Regions from separate parts of the Manis pentadactyla genome. Here region 1 is linked to region 2. The links are chromatin contacts, called in public Hi-C maps. All regions are on one chromosome and are shown on one strand. The core of a region is the stretch at or near the end of the contact, and the rest is flanking DNA. Distances in the headings are between cores, read along the strand shown.

Region 1 (3,283 bases), core at 570-3,069, 170 kb after region 2:
GCTTTCTTGTATCTTGACTCTAAACATTTTAATAACTTTATAATTATACAAGCCAGACTTCAGAGATTTGATACATGTAATAACTCCTAGTTGTGTTCAGAAATAGTTTTAAAATTCAACCCTTTAATCTATTAAAAGTAAAAAGTATTAACTATGTCATTATCTTGATTTTTTTCCCCTTTATTCAAAAGTCATAGTACAATTGAGATAAATGTCTCCTTTGCCTAACTGGCTTCACTGTTAAGTTGGGTCCTATACAGGTTTCTGTAAAATATTCTACAACCAGATCTCAACTGCTGGAGATTCAGATCACTTGATTTTTTTTCAAGTGAGTAAACAGTCCATTAAGGTTATAACCAAGCATCAGCTTCACTCTCTTTTCAGAGGTTTTATAAATAGCGGGGCTTTTTGGTAAAATGCACAGTGGCTAAATAATCAGGAAAATTGTGTACTTGAATGCCTACTTGATGCTTACAGACACGACTGGGTATGGCTCTACCGTGTATTGGTAGTACTGAACAAATTATGTCACCTCTCTAAGCCTCAGTTTCTACCTTTGTAAAATGGAGACATGGCTTCCATGCCTACTTCACAGGGCTGCTGTGTAGATCTAAGCAGGGAAAGTATGTGAGAGTTCTGCATAGAAAGTTACAGCAATATAATGTGTTTATTGTACGTGTGCTTGCCAGTAAGATTCTCATGTAGAAAACAGATTTTATGCAGGAAGATAAGCAATATTTTAAAGTCATCCATATAAGAAAAAAATACCTCTTCTTCTCCCAATTATCAAATCATAAAATTTTAAACCAACTACACTGTTTCCTTGCAGCTGCTTCCATCTACTAAAAGTGAAACCTGAAAACTCCCTCCCGCATCAACCCCTACCAACCCTCTAGTGAAACCAGGACACCCCCAGAAGAGCCCCAAGTCCTCTACAACTCCTACAGGAGCCTAGATGTAGAAGGCTGTACCTCTAATTCAGGAAGTGTCTTTTACAGCCTACTCGTCTGGGTGAGAAATACAGACGTACATCACAGATGCACTACCAAACTCAGTAGATTCCATTTAAAAAGCACCTAGTCACAGAGAGTGATAGAAAGCAAGAGACTTGCCTAATTTGTGATGGTAACAATACAGACCTAAATAGGTTGGGATTATTATTTAAATTCTGTTAAAGAGAAGAAGATAAAGAGAACCCAGACGACTTGGATTACTACTAGAAATTATTTAATTTATTCTTCCTCTCTCAAAAAAAGGAGGAGGGGGAAATAAGGAAGTGGGTGGAGAGGCAAATTAGAGAGATACATATACTGCACTAGAATACAAAGTAAAATAAAACGAAGAAGGAAATAAGGATAATAAGGGGAAATAAATATGGGAGACACTCCCCTCCCCCGTATTTATGATTGCAATTATCTTGCATTGCTCCTTAAGAAAGGCAAAGAGCACTTAGGAAAAGCTGAGATCAGGTTTCTCACTAGTCACTCTCCTGTCACTCTCCCAAAGAGAAGTCAAACTTACCAGCCACTAAGAAGACAGTCAAAAATCCTGACAGCCATAGGTCAGAAGTTCCCCAGGTACAGGGCATTTCTGTTTTCGGGTTTCTGCCCTTCACTCAGTACTTGCCCTGCACGCAGGTGTAACCGGCACTGCAGACATGGTGGAGCTGTCTCTAGTTGACTCCTCCGTGCTGACTTCCTTAGCCCATCAGCAGTAGGACACTCCTTTCCTCCTATCCCCTTCCTTCAACTCTATGTGTTTTAGCCTGATTAGCAACTTGGAGCAGAAGAAACTCGTCTCTAGAACTTGACACAGCAATAGATTTCCTGTTTGAAGCACTGAAGCAAAGACAGAGGAAGCAGATTGATTGAGTTATCTTTCAGCTCATTGGTCCTCATCTCACTTCTGCTGTACACAGATAAACTTTACAGTAAGGCATTGAACATGCCCAACATAAATGGATTTGTCTAAACATGAATTAAAAAGCAAAACAGGGTATTTATCTAATTTGAGCCCATCCCTTTAAATAACCTAGTCATGGTAACTTTAAGAAGCTTTCTCCAGGTTGAAAAGGTGTACAGCCTCAGTAATAAACTTTGGAATAAAATATTTTCCCTTGAAAATTTTTCTATGAAATTACTGTCTATAATGTCTACAACTCCAGAAGCATCTTAAGTGTATTTTTTTATTGTTACTGCAATTTATTAAAACTGAGTGACTTAAAACAACACAAATTTATCTTTAAGCCACAAAGTGGGTGGCTTAAAACAACACAAATTTATCTTTAAGTCACAAACTGATTGGCTTAAAACAATACAAATTTATCTTACAGTGCTTTAGGTCAGAAGTCCAGAATGGATCTTAGAAGGCTAAAACCAAGTGCCAGCAGGGCTGCGTTCTTTCCAGACACATGGAGAGAATCCATTTGTTGGCTTTTCCAGCTTCTAGAAGTTACTCACATTCCTTGGCTTGTGGCTGCATTATCCCCACCTCTGCTCAGTGGTCACAGCTCCTTCTCTTATTTTAACCCTCCTACCTCTCTCTCATAAAGACCCTTGTGAATATATTGGACCACACTTAATGTATAACTTAATCACAGTTATATAATTTAATCACATCTGCAAAGTCCCTTTTCCACTCTACGGTTACCTATTTACAAGTTTCAGAGGTAGGACATGGACAACTTGGGTGGCCATAACTCTATCACAAGTTGGCATTTATTTCCACTCACTTTCACCTTTGAAGAGTTAGGCAAATTACAAATAAATACCCATCTTTAGTTGTCACACATCTAGAATCCAGACTTCCAAAAAAACTCTGCCTGTTTTAATGTGGCTACTTTATATGCATATAGGTTATGTTTGGGAGGAAAGAAATCCTCTCTGTGCTAAGAACTTCTTACCCCAAGGCAAAACTCTCCAGGGAGGGGAAGGAAACATTGTAAACAGGAAAAAGATTAACATGCATTTTTTTAAGTTAGCAGTTCCATCTTTCCTTGGCCCAATGTTAAACTGCATATATATTTTTTTCCCCCTTCCCCTTTCTCAAGGGTTCTTTCCAGTGAACCAATTTGATTAAGAGAGTGAAATCAGGTGCTTGAGGTCACAGACTACTGGGAAGATATGAGCTATGTAACAACATGGATTATAACAAAAGCAACTTCTTTTATTAAGCTATCTAATATTTTACCAGGAGTCAGAAAATCAGTGATGAAATATCATTTAAAAGAAAACTTTCTGGTTTCCACCATATACAGCTTAAGTTACATAGTGGTTAAGACCAT
Region 2 (3,769 bases), core at 876-3,375:
GCTCATCAGCTTCGGGATGAGGCCGGGGTCCAGGGGCTGCTCCAGGACGCGGCCCTCGCTGGTGATCCTCCGCACCTTGCCGCCCTCCTCGCCGGCCTGGTGGAAGAGCACAATCTGCTGGATGTGCCTTTCCGCCAGCTCGCAGTACACATCGTCCTTCAGGAGACTCATCATGAGGCGGTAGTAGCCTTCTGCGGCGTGAGGGGCCGAGATGACCCACACCCTGTTCTTCCCTGCAAAGCTAGCAAGGATGTTGGGAGAGCTGGACCCCGAGGGGAAGCGCAACGTTCTGGACCGGGCCGAGGACCCCTCATCTCGGACCATCTCGCGGGGAGAGCTCCGGGCGGCTAGGCTCTGCTCGGGTCTCCCCTGCGCCGCGGCGCGGCCCCGCGGGGCTGCCGCGGCTGTCGCATGATGAGCCACCCTCAGCACCGGCACGCTTCTCCTCCTGTGGAGAGGCTGAAGGTTTGGTTCTTCCAGAGTGGTTCTCTCAGTTCCCTGAGACCTCCCCATGTGCCTCAGAAACCGAGCTGGCCTCCTGTTGACTGGAGAAACCAGAGGGGCTTTCCGCCCTCGGGGGTTCCCTCCATTCATGGCATGGGGGTGGGGTTCTGATCCACACACAAGCCACACTGCCAACAGCATGGCAAAACTGGGTCCCATTCTCCATGTCATTGTGCAATCCACTTTGGGAGGCAGCAGGGTCAAAAGACAGGAGCGGGTGGGGGTTAGGGGATGGAAAAAAAGAAAGAAAATCATTTAATTGCAAACAGAACTGGGCATTTTCTTTTCTCTATCTTGGCCAAGGGGTGGGGGAAGGGGTGGTTAAATAAGGAGGAGGAGGGTCAGGGAATGGAAAAGAGGATGAGATCCTGTTGCTTTTAAACCCCTGTAATTTGTCAGTGCTTAGCAGAGACAGTTACATTAAGCTGGAAACCCTACTCCGTCCTCCATTCAGCATGCTTGCACTGTTTCAATTGATTCTCTGATGCTCCAGAGAAAATGCACACTGAGTATATTAATTATGACAACATTTCCATTTCATTTCTTCAAATAAGCAACAAAAAAGCAAACACACCAAAGACAGAAAGGATTACACACTTACATTGTGGCTCATGGAGATGGAATGCAGAGGGCTTAAAAAGCAGTCTGAAGTTTGGTCCCAGGACAGATTCCTAGATGAAATACTTTTCCTCCCAACCCTCTTTCTTCTTCGCGAGGGAGGCTGAGTGCTACAAAGGGGCTATGCTGCCGTTCCAGCTCCCAGAGTCGCGCCACAGCCCCACAGCCTGTCCTGACCTGAGGGCTGAGCCGCTTTCTTCTTTTTCCTTCTGGCTGTGTCTTTTTTTACCTTCTTGACAAGTAGGATGAGGTGAAAGGAGCTGTCCTTTTAAGTCTTTGCATCTCCATTTGTCTGTAGTTGCAGCTCGGTCTTGTGTATCTGTGTGTGCCAGTCCCCTGTGCCGACAGACTCAGGACGCCCCTCAAAGCAGAGTCCCAGTTATTTCTGAATCTTGTTCTTTCTCTGTTTAGAGTTCCAGGATTCTTCTTATCACCCTTTTCCCCACACTGGCTTAGTCCCTTTGTTTCCGAGAGTGTAAAAGCACTGGAATTAATATGTTTTCCAGGCTGAGGGAAAACACAGGAATGTGATGTTGAAAAAGGACTTTTTTTTTCTTTCTCTATGCTTCTCTCCTCCCTTTATTTCTCACCACTTTTTCTCTCCTCTTTTCCTTCTCCTTCTTTTCCTTCTTCCTCTTGCCTGGATCCAGTCCCAGAAATGCCAGGATAACCTCAGTTTTGATCCAAACCAAACTCAAACAACAGCAGCCACTGGAAATCAAGGAAACTTCACTAAGAATTTAACAGATCAGCAAAACACCGCCTCCTTCCCATTTCAGCACATTGAGAGTGGACTAGGTAGGGAAGGAGAGGTCTGTTCTTTGGGGTGGGGGGAAGTTTTGAAACACTACACATCATCATAAATCACTTTAGAATAGAGTGACTGGGGATTTAACCCCTTCCATACTGAGCAACCAGGATGCTCTGCCTTCCCATCTGTACACACACTGCCCTTTGGAAAGGAAAAATTCTCAGATTGTCTGCACTGGCTTCATCGTTTTCCTAGAGACAGATTGCCTTTGCTCCAGGATGCCAGTCTGTGCTTACACAGACAGTATATATATTTATAGGTCTATGTGTATATTTTTATCTCTTTCTCCCTGCTTCATGCATTTAGTCTGTGGTTGGAAAAGCCCATGGAAAACATGACTGGGTTGTTTTCATTTTATGCTAATTGGGGATCATATTACTGTGTTCTTGTTCCTGGTTTTTCTCCTTGGCATGGAAGAAAGCTGGTAAAAGGTTAGAAATGCGGGCAATGGCTGCTGTGCCCCTGAGATTGCAGTCAGCCTTTGCATCAGAGAAAGGGCATTGTGCTCTCCAGTTGCGGCTTCCAGCTAGAGGTGGTAGGCTAAAAGCCTCCTGGGACAGCATGCTGTTGTGGGAGGATATGTGTGCAGTGTGGTATTTTGCCCTCCAGGGACTTCCGGTATCTGGAGGTTTTAGGCAATACTTAGAAATAACCATATCAGGTTCCAAAGAAGAGAATGAGGTAGCTGTGTGTGTCCACCTACTGGATCTGCCCTGGGGATTCAGTTTTCGGTGGAGAGGAAAGATGCCTCAGGTTGTAGAGATATTTCTTCCTGCCTCCCCAAGAGCACTCAGTCAGTATTAACTGTCAGAGACAGTGCTAAGCCAGGGTTCTCAGAAGGCTCCTGGCAAGCTAGGCCATGGTGATGGTTGTCCTTGCTGGGTGAAACTGGGTCCTCAGTTGCTACTGCTTGATCAACCCCATCTCTGACTGGTCACATTGGCCTTTCTTTCACATAAGCTCCCAACATTGACCTGAAAGCCTGTAGGGGCTTGAGTGTAGGGTTGCTCAGCTCACAGCTTGAAGACTAGGGAGTGCCAAGAGGGAAGGTCCTCCTGTGGAGCCCTCTCAGCCACTTCTAAGTCACCAGCACCAAATGTGGGCTTCAGACAGAGACCTCCATCCACCAGAGTCAGAGAAGACTTCCCCTTTCATAGGATTTGCCCATTAAGTTGATCAAATAAATACGTTGTGCTAAGTTGAACAACCCTAAATGCTCCTTCTTTTTTCGCATCATCATGTATTCTGCACTGTTCCTTACTGGGCCTTCTTCCTTCCCCCTTTTCTTTTCTTTTTTCTTCTCTCTACTAATAACAGCTATCACTTGGTAGGTATTTTTGTGTGAGGCTCTGGGCTTGGGACATTTATAGATTCCTTTCTCTAATCCTCACAGCATCACTATGAGATAGGTGGGATGAGCCCCATTTTACAGACAAAGGAACTGAGGTTTAGTAAGCTTAAAGAAGTCACTTACTGTCACACAAATGGTAATTGGTAACTCTGAAATTTGAACCCAGGTTTAGAATTGTCTATAAAGCATTATGTTATCTGTCTCCCCTTTCATTTTCTTCCCCCACCTTCTATTTTCTCTTCCTTCAGCTCCTTTTTATGTTTTTCATATTCATAGAAAAGTCTTTTTTATCTGATCAGCCACAGCACTTATACTTTTAAAGTCCTACTTTCTGGAATAATTGTAGTACTTTTTGCCTTTCTTGGAAGTCCTTAAAGTCTATTACCCTCTTTCTTCAATTTCCCATGGCTTCCACAAAATTCCCAATGATGTGCACATTTGTCACCTGTGCATTGGTTAACTGGAAGTGCAGTTGCCTTAGTGAG

Evidence for each region. A called contact is a pair of places that touch in the nucleus more often than the background predicts.
Region 1: a Hi-C map of skin fibroblasts shows a contact between it and region 2, with 8 times the contacts expected there. The contact joins the promoter of LOC118934243 here to the promoter of CCDC80 in region 2. A contact is called at or near these places in 3 of 3 Hi-C or Micro-C datasets (blood, fibroblasts and skin fibroblasts).

The regions. Positions count from the first base shown.
Region 1 is chr1:168,935,200-168,938,482 of mManPen7.hap1, forward strand. LOC118934243 (cell surface glycoprotein CD200 receptor 1-like) reads right to left here and starts at 1,820. Exons shown (of 6, transcript XM_057502606.1): 1 at 1,522-1,820. The coding sequence starts at 1,588.
Region 2 is chr1:168,768,832-168,772,600 of mManPen7.hap1, forward strand. It overlaps CCDC80 (coiled-coil domain containing 80), which reads right to left and starts at 2,126. Exons shown (of 8, transcript XM_036929600.2): 1 at 1,106-2,126; 2 at 1-686. The coding sequence starts at 675.